3 separate regions of the Sus scrofa genome follow, and regions 2 and 3 are each linked to region 1. The links are chromatin contacts, called in public Hi-C maps. All regions are on one chromosome and are shown on one strand. The core of a region is the stretch at or near the end of the contact, and the rest is flanking DNA. Distances in the headings are between cores, read along the strand shown.

What was found. A called contact is a pair of places that touch in the nucleus more often than the background predicts.
Region 2: a contact with region 1 is called in a Hi-C map of fetal liver, with 1.6 times the contacts expected there. The contact joins the promoter of CMTM5 here to the enhancer-like site in region 1. A contact is called at or near these places in 1 of 5 promoter capture datasets (liver), 26 of 47 Hi-C or Micro-C datasets (adipose tissue, alveolar macrophages, blood and 12 more) and 1 of 2 datasets of contacts at active chromatin or transcription factors (skeletal muscle).
Region 3: a contact with region 1 is called in a Hi-C map of liver, with 1.7 times the contacts expected there. The contact joins the promoter of PABPN1 here to the enhancer-like site in region 1. A contact is called at or near these places in 11 of 47 Hi-C or Micro-C datasets (brain, embryonic fibroblasts, fetal skeletal muscle and 7 more) and 2 of 2 datasets of contacts at active chromatin or transcription factors (alveolar macrophages and skeletal muscle).

Annotation. Positions count from the first base shown.
Region 1 is chr7:75,820,473-75,823,175 of Sscrofa11.1, forward strand. All of the region lies in intron 4 of RNF212B (RING finger protein 212B), which reads right to left. Among named protein-coding and RNA genes, the nearest start is that of RNF212B, 9.6 kb to the right of the region's middle. Within about 2 kb of position 1,394, at least 8 of the 83 cell types and tissues checked have an H3K27ac peak or open chromatin away from gene starts, as enhancers often do. A contact at or near this core is called in fetal liver and liver, where this site is marked.
Region 2 is chr7:75,708,473-75,711,175 of Sscrofa11.1, forward strand. CMTM5 (CKLF like MARVEL transmembrane domain containing 5) reads right to left here and starts at 1,337. Exons shown (of 5, transcript NM_001244546.1): 1 at 988-1,337; 2 at 1-6. The coding sequence starts at 1,113. IL25 (interleukin-25) reads right to left here. Exons shown (of 3, transcript XM_005666258.3): 3 at 1,981-2,703. The coding sequence ends at 2,524.
Region 3 is chr7:75,755,192-75,757,894 of Sscrofa11.1, forward strand. PABPN1 (poly(A) binding protein nuclear 1) reads right to left here and starts at 1,331. Exons shown (of 7, transcript NM_001243548.1): 1 at 973-1,331; 2 at 498-612. The coding sequence starts at 1,323.

The DNA of each region.
Region 1 (2,703 bases), core at 144-2,643:
CAGTGCCAGATCCAAGCAGCGTCTGTGACCCACACCACAGCTCACGGCAATGCTGGATCCTTAGCCAACTGAGCAAGGCCAGGGATTGAACCTGTGTCTTCATGGATACTAGTCAGATTCATTTCCACTGAGCCACAACCAGAACTTCATGTACTTAATTTTAAAGTGGATGAGCCCTTGGAGTTCCCTTTGTGGCTCAGCAGTAATGAAGCTGACTAGTATCCATGAGGAAGAGGGTTTGATCCCTGGCCTCACTCAGTGGGTTAAGGATCCTGCATTGCTGCAAGCTGTGGTGTAGATCGCAGATATGGCTTGGAACTATTATTACTGTGGCTGTGGTTTAGGCCAGCAGCTACAGCTCTGATTCAACCCCTAGCCTGGGAACTTCCATATGCCACAGGTGTGGCCCTGAAAAGAAAAAAAAAAAATTAATTAATTAATTAAAATTAAAAATAAATTAAAAAGCAACCATTAATAATAATAATAATAATAATAAAGTGAAGGGCCCAACAAAATGGGAGAGAATGAATAGGAGTTATCTTCTGGTGCATTGGGTTAAGGATCTGGCAGTTACTGTAGTTGCTTGGGTTGCTGCTTAGACTTGAGTTTGATCCCTGACCCAGGAACATCTATATACCACGGGTGCAGCCAAAAAAAAAAAAAGTTTACTTGCTGTATAGCAGAGGGAACTGTATCTAATCACTTGTGATGGAACATGATGGAAGTTTCATGTGAAAAAAAGAATATACATAAATGTATTACTGGGTCAATTTCTGGGTACAGCAGAAATTGACAGAATATTATAAATCAATTATAACAAAAATTTTTTGAAAGTTTACTATGTGACCCATTAATCCAATTCCTATGTATATATCCAAGAGAAGTGAAATATATGTCCACACAAAAACTTGTACACAAATTCATAGCAGTATTATTTATAACAGCCCAAAAGTAGAAACAACCTAAATGTTTCTCAACTGATGAATGGATACACAAAACATATCCATCTATATAATGGGATATTATTTGGTCATATAGGAATGAGGTATTAATGAAGTTCTAATATAAGCTACAACATGGATTAACCTTGAAAAAACATTATGCTAAGAAAAGCAGACAATAAACAAGTACATTATAAAATGTGAGAGGTAACATCTACGATGTAAAATAAAGCAGGGTAAGAAGTAGAATTGGGGCTGATATTTGAGATATGAGGGTCAATAAAGGTGTGACTATGGGAGGAAAATGTGAGCAGAAGCCTGAATCAGACAATCTAAATATTCTTGGATCAGTTATTCAACTTCATGGATTAGGAAAACACATTGTCAGACACTGCTGACTTCACCAAACTGGCCCTTCACTTAAGTGATGATTAACTGACCCTTTCCATTTATTTTAACTTGATTACTTGACCATGTGTAATTGGTCCCGTGATTAGGCAGGTTAGAATTCAGACTACACTGAAGTTCTCCACTGATCATTAACTAACCCTGGGTTTAGCTATTAACCAAAGGTCTGCTCTTTCTCTTATTCATGTGACCTTGTTTACACTTCTCCTTGAGTCTCAGCTAGATTTTTATCTCCCCATAATGTTAAATAGTATCTCAAATATGATGGCTCACCCAAACAGCTAAAGTCAAGATACAGTGAAAGCCTTAATTTCCCTCACTCTATCCACAGAATCAGGATTGAGGGGTGAGACACCAAAAATTAAATCTACTAACTTCAGCCAAACATGACAAAGGACAATTTTCATGTTTAATATAGGAATAGTCCCATAAGAATAAGAAGTAAGGCGTTCCCGTCATGGCACAGCAGAAGTGAATCTGACTAGGAACCATGAGGTGGCATGTTCGATTCCTGGCCTCACTCAGTGGGTTAAGGATCCGGTGTTGCTGTGAGCTGTGGTGTAGGTCGAAGATGCGGCTCGGATCCCGAGTTGCTGTGGTTGTGGCGTAGGCTGGCAGCTACAGCTCCAATTGGACCCCTAGCCTAGGAACCCCCATATGCCGCAGGTGCAGCTCTAAAGAGACAACAACAACAAAAAAAAAAGAATAAGAAGTAAGAATAGAGAAGAAAGGAGTTCCCGTTGTGGCGCAGCAGAAACGAATCTGACTAGGAACCATGAGGTTTGGGGTTCAATCCTTGGCCTCACTCAGTGGGTTAAGGATCCAGCATTGCTGTGAGCTGTGGTGTAGGGCACAGATTCGGCTCAGATCTGGTATTCTGTGGCTGTGGCGTATACCAGTGGCTACAGCTCACATTAGACCCCTAGCCTGGGAACCTCCATATGCCACCTGTGCGGCCCTAAAAAGGACAAAAGCCAAAAAAAAAAAAAAAAAAAAAAATAGAGAAGAAAAAGTGTTCAAATCTCAAATAATAGGAGTTCCCATTGTGGCTCAGCAGGTTAAGAACCCAACATAGTCTCTGTAAGGATGCAGGTTGGATCCCTGGCCTCACTCGATGGGTTGTGTCCAACATTGCCACAAGCTGTGGCACAGGTGGAAGATACGGCTGGGATCTGGCATTGCTGTGGTTGTGATGTAGGCTGCAACTGCACCTTCGATTAGATCCCTAGCCTGGCAACTTCCATATGCCACAGATGCAGACGTAAAAATGAAAAAAAAAATCTCAAGTACCATGCCCAGATTGGAATCCCATAAGGCTATGAAATGATCTCTGTGGAGAACTGGAGAGTGAAAG
Region 2 (2,703 bases), core at 87-2,586, 110 kb before region 1:
CAGGACCTGCAGGACCGAGGCGGGGGAAGCTTACCAGGGAAGGGATGCAGGTAGAGCCAGGCCTTTGCCTTCCCCTTATCAGAAGTTCCCTCGGCCTGCCCCACCACCTGGCCTTAGAGGTCTCCCCATCCCTGGTGGTAGGAGCCACATCCAGGGCCTTTGCCCATCAGTGGCTGTCTCCAGCCTCCTGCCTCTGCCAGCCCTGGCTGCCCCTGCCCCAGGATCCCAGCAGCCCCAGCGCTTTGGCCAAGCTGCATGGCTCCGGGGGGCACCATTCTATGAGAGCCACAAGAGAGGGGTCCCCTTTGAACATAGAGAACAATGGGAACACCGCCCCCTGGAGTGGTGCCCACAGCAGCCTGCAGCGCCAGGAGGGACCCCTGCCCTTAACACTTTCCCTACTTCCAGATGCTTAAAACTCCTCTAACAAGGACCAGAGCCTCTGGTTCCACACCAACAGGCAAGGTTTAAAAAGCCGATGCTCCACAGGGGACTCTGGGGTCCCTTCAGCTCTGATGATATAGGACGGCATATGTGCAAAAGACTTAAGTTCACACTTAGGTCTTGCCAAGTGACACGGGGAAGATCATTTCCTGAGGACAGACGTTCATAGGGAGCAGGCAACAGATAAAGAGGGGCTGCAGGAATTCTGCCCTTTTTGATAGTGGAAAAGGCCAAGAAGAGGCCATCTTAGAGCTCAGGGAAAGGCTGGCTGGTGTCACCCCTGTCCCATTCCTGTGCCTCACACTCCCCAATGTCCCAGAGAGCTGTCCTCTAACTTCAATCCTTCCTGCTGCAACTGAAGCCTACTGTGACCACCTCCAGATGGAGAGGCAGCAAGAAGACAGGGGAGGAGATACGGGGAGGGGAGCCGGGCAGGAAGGGTGTCTGTGAGCCTGGGGAGGGAGGCGGCTGAGGGGTGAGCCCTGGCTGGAGGGGGGGCAAGGCTGGGAGACGAGGGTTCCAAGTTGGGGAGGCAGCTGTTACCAGCTCAGTTTCCAGCAGGATGCCTTTGAGGGAGGACAGGAAGGTCTTGTCCACGGCGAAGCCCTGGAGCCCTGCAGCTGCCACCTCTTCACGGGGCCGGTCCCGGCGATCCCAAGCACTGAGCATCTCCACAGGGCCCACTGGGCGCAGCCCCCTACTGCCACCAGCCCAGGAGGGGAAACAGGAAGATGGAAACCTGGAAGGATGGGGACGCAGACAGGCACAGGAAGACACTGAAACCTGAAAGTGAAGCAAAACCTGAAAGTGAAGTGGGCAGGCCTGCTGTGGGGCCCAGAGAAGGCGGCTGTAGTGTTGCGGAGGAGGCTTGCCCAGATGGGCCTTCATGCAGCTGCTGGGAGTGTCCTGCTGGTGGCTGCACTGCCCCCCAGGAGGCACATGGGAAGGGAGGGGCAGGGAAGGGGGGAGTGGTCAACCCTCCCCTCACTCAGAGCCCAACCCTGCTGCTGAGGGCAGAAGAGGGAGGGGGGAGGAGGAGGTCCTTGGAGAAACTGGGAGGAGCTGAGAGGTGACCCAGAAGCATTTGGACTAGGAGCCCCCAAGGACCCAAGCCTGAGGAAGTCTGTGTCCCCCTTCCCTATCCTTAAACCTCTTCCTCACCGTCCTCTCTCCCAGTTCCTTTTTAGGGAGGGTGGGAGCTGGAGCCCAGCCCAGGCAGCAGCCCCTGAACCAAGCTACAGCAGCCAAAACTGAGGACAAAGGCAGATTGTTGGGGGGACAAGGGGGCGCTGTGTGCCTGCTGCAGTGCCTCAATGGGCCTCTGTCTCTCCAGCATGCCAGGAGGGCAGCCTGACCCCCACCCCAGTGTTGACGGCTGGGCCAGGGATCCAGGGAAGGGGAAGGCTGGGGGGGTCCAGCGGAAACTCTGGAGGGCAGTGGGAGAGGGCAGTAGGTGAGGGCTGCCAGTGGGGAGGAGAAGGGGCCAGGCTGGGGACCACAAGATGCTCAGGCACGAGGGATGCCAACAACAAATTAGGCCACTTTTAAATACAGATGATTTATTTGGATAATTCTCCTCATGCTCAGGAACAGTCTCTTCCTCAGAGGCACCCATGTCAAAAGTAACTACACCAGGATGTATAAAATAGAGCATCCAAAGTAGGTGCTTACCGAGTGTTTCATGAATGAATGAATGAGCAAACGAATGAACGAAATGAAGGGTTCTCCATGGCGAAGGGGAAAATATCAGAAAGTGCCTGTGCTGTACCAGGGCAGCTGGGGATGGGAGGAAAGAAGAGATGGAAACAGGCAGAGCTTTGAAGACCTTTCCCAGGAGGAAATGCCAGGACACCAGCCTCCAGGGGCCATAAGCAGCCACTGTTCCCCTGGACTCACTTTGCATTTTCCATCCACTTCAAAAAGTGCAAAGTGCGGTCCCCCCCAAAATCCTTTCCCAAGATCCTGAGACTTTGGTGGTGCTTTGGAGGGGTTGAATGCTCCGGCATCCTAGCTCACAGTGGCAGGTGGTTGTACACCCAGCTCCAGTGTTCGACCAGAGCCCAGCCATGGGTGGCTCCATTAGGCCATCACACGGGGCCGCACACACACGCAAGCCAGGGAGACTTGGTAGAGCCTGGGCTCCAGACAGTAGCTATCATGGGCGCCCTGCTGTCCAGGGCACGGCCGCCGGTAGAAGACGGTCTGGTTGTGGTACAGCAGCTCTGAGTTACCCAGGGGATCCATGTGGGAACCCGTCCG
Region 3 (2,703 bases), core at 81-2,580, 65 kb before region 1:
AAAAAAAACCACAACAGTACAGGAATTCCCTCCCAACCCCAAATCAAGTCCCTATTGAATAGCTTTGGTTGCAATGATCTGGAAAGTGAACAAAATTAAGTGGGCTGAGATTGGACGTTTCTGGATTAGAGAGGAAGCCCCCTGAAGCTGAGCAGTTCTCTTAAGACTCCTAACTAAAGGGTCTCCAACTGAGAGAACTATTGGACTTGAAGGTCAAATGCCAGCTGGCAACCTTCACAAAGGGCAGAGAAAGACTAAGAACAAAGAGCAACACATTTGTAACAGGAACAAAGGGAGGCACAAGACTACCATCACCAAAACAGACTCGGTCTCACAAAGGTCAGAAACACACAACGGACTACGACCGAGGCACCTGCCCAATAACTGCTCAGACAAGCAGCTCCAAGGTATGGAGCATCCAATCCCATATGAACCGTGCTCCCATAACCCTTCCAATGCGAGAACCTGGGATCCGCGTGTAACCGCCAGTTACTCACCATTGCCTGGTGGTGGACTCATATTCATCTGCTTCTCTACTTCGTTCTGTAGCTCCTTTAGCTTCTCAGCTTCTTCCTCCATCTCCCTGACTCGAGCTTTGATCGCTTCCAGCTCCTACAATGAGTGGGGAGGGTATGGAGAAGAGCTTAAGAGGAACCAACGCAGGGGCTTTGCCCTGCTCTCGATCGGCGCGCGGCCCCAGCCATGCTCTGCCATTTCCCTTGCCCCACGCGAGGGTCATGATAAAAAGAAAATCAAGCTACCTTTTTTAGAACAACACTAGACACCCATTACGTCCGAATCCACCCGGCTGGGCCCCTTCTGGCGGTCGATGCTGCGTCCCCAGCCCGGCCCCAGCCACGTTATTCCCCGCCCACCCCCACCCCCCGCCCGCCTCCCGCTCGCCCGAGCTCTGGGCCTCCCGTGACCCGGCCGGCCGGTCGCCGGCCTGCTCGCTCGCCCTCCTTCCCTCACCGGGTCCTCAATGGCGCCGTCCCCCGGGTCACCCTCGACCAGTCCCGGCTCCTCCTCCTCCTCCTGGCTGCCGGGGGCTCCCGAGCCAGGCCCAGGGCCCGGAGCTCCTGGGGGGGCGCGGGGCCGGGGCGGCTCCTCTTCGGGCTCGGGCTCCGGCTCGGGCTCCAGCAGCAGCTCCTCAGGCTCCAGCTCCTCAGACTCCAAGCCGTTCCCGTAGTCCCCTGCGCCCCCCGGGGCCCCCTCCCCGGCCTCCCCACCGGCCCCGGGCACAAGATGGCGCCGCCGCCCCGGCCCGGAGCCCCGACCGCCCGCAGCCCCCGCTGCTGCTGCCGCCGCCGCCGCCGCCGCCATCGCCGCTCAGACTGGGGCCCGCCGCCCAACGATTGGAGAGCTGCGCCGGCCACGCCGAGGATTCATTAGTCAAGCAGCCTGCCCATCACGGCGAGCTAGGAGTCCATTGGAGAATATTACTTGGCAATCAAATAAGACCCCACCCCTAAGGCGGGGGATTGCCCCAAATTCTCAAATCCCGGTAGGGGAAATCGGTCTGTCAATCAACGCACGTACCACCTCCTCTCAAGCCCTTAGGTAACAATGCCGCCACGCTGTGACGACGTTCTTGCTTCTCCCCCGCCTACGGGCGGATCCGCAAAGTATGGCGCTCCGTGATTGGCCGCTGGCTGAGCGAGTGGAAAGGACCAATCTAGCGATCCCCTCGCCGGAGTGGCCCAGTCTCAAACGCCGACTGGCTCGCGAGATTCGAAGGGCTGACCCCCGTTTTGTGACAGGTGAACTTTGCCCCCAAACGAACTGCTCGGCTTCCAGCGAGGGAAACCCTAGGTCACATGACTAGTCTTTAGGGTGCCGCCATCTTGATACTGTTGGTTGCCAGTATCAAGGTTGAACTTTTGAAAGGCAGAGGTCGGAAACTCTGCGGCGGTTTCTGGAAACCTGTTTCTGGGCACCAGGAATGCCCCAGTAGGTGGGATGTTGCTGGAAATGGAGGGTTCCGAATGGCGCTCTCCAGGAAGGAGCTTACCTTTCCCACTCAGGTTATTGGCACCATTATGCACTAGGTCTCCCCAAACCAGAAAGCAGGGAGGAATTCTCACTCCAGTACCAGTCACAAGTTCTAACCGTGCTGTCTTCCTACATAGGCATACTTTCCAAGCATTCTGCTTATGTCCCAGTTTCAGCCTGTTTTTCTCTTGCTTGGAATGTTTGCTACAACTCCCTAATGTGTCAGCTTCCAGTGTCACCATTTCAATCCACACCACTACCAGACCGAACTGGCTCCCCTTTGCTGGCCAGGTAAAGTCTTAAAATTCCTTGCTGAGGCCTTAAGAGACCTCAGGACCAGACTACTTGGTGTTATTTCCACAATCTTCATTCCAGCGGGTGTATCTGCACCCAGGTCTGTGCCTCTACATGCAGTCAGTCCTTTTTCAAGCAGACAGCTACAAACCCCGTCTTCACCTCCCCTGCGGAAGCCTTCCACTAGCCTCCCGTCTTCTCCCTTGACAAGCGGTCCTTCCTCCGCTGTGCGTTTGAGTGTTCTGTGCTGCCTTTCCTAACTAGAGTTTGCAAGAGCTTGGAGACGAGATTGGACTCTAAATTTGCACCTCCACCATGGGGGCAACATGCCTAGAACATAGTTTTCAATGGTTGACCACAGGATGCATGGGCTGAGGATCTGGGTGCCACCCTTCATCTTCAACGCTTTCCCAGCCC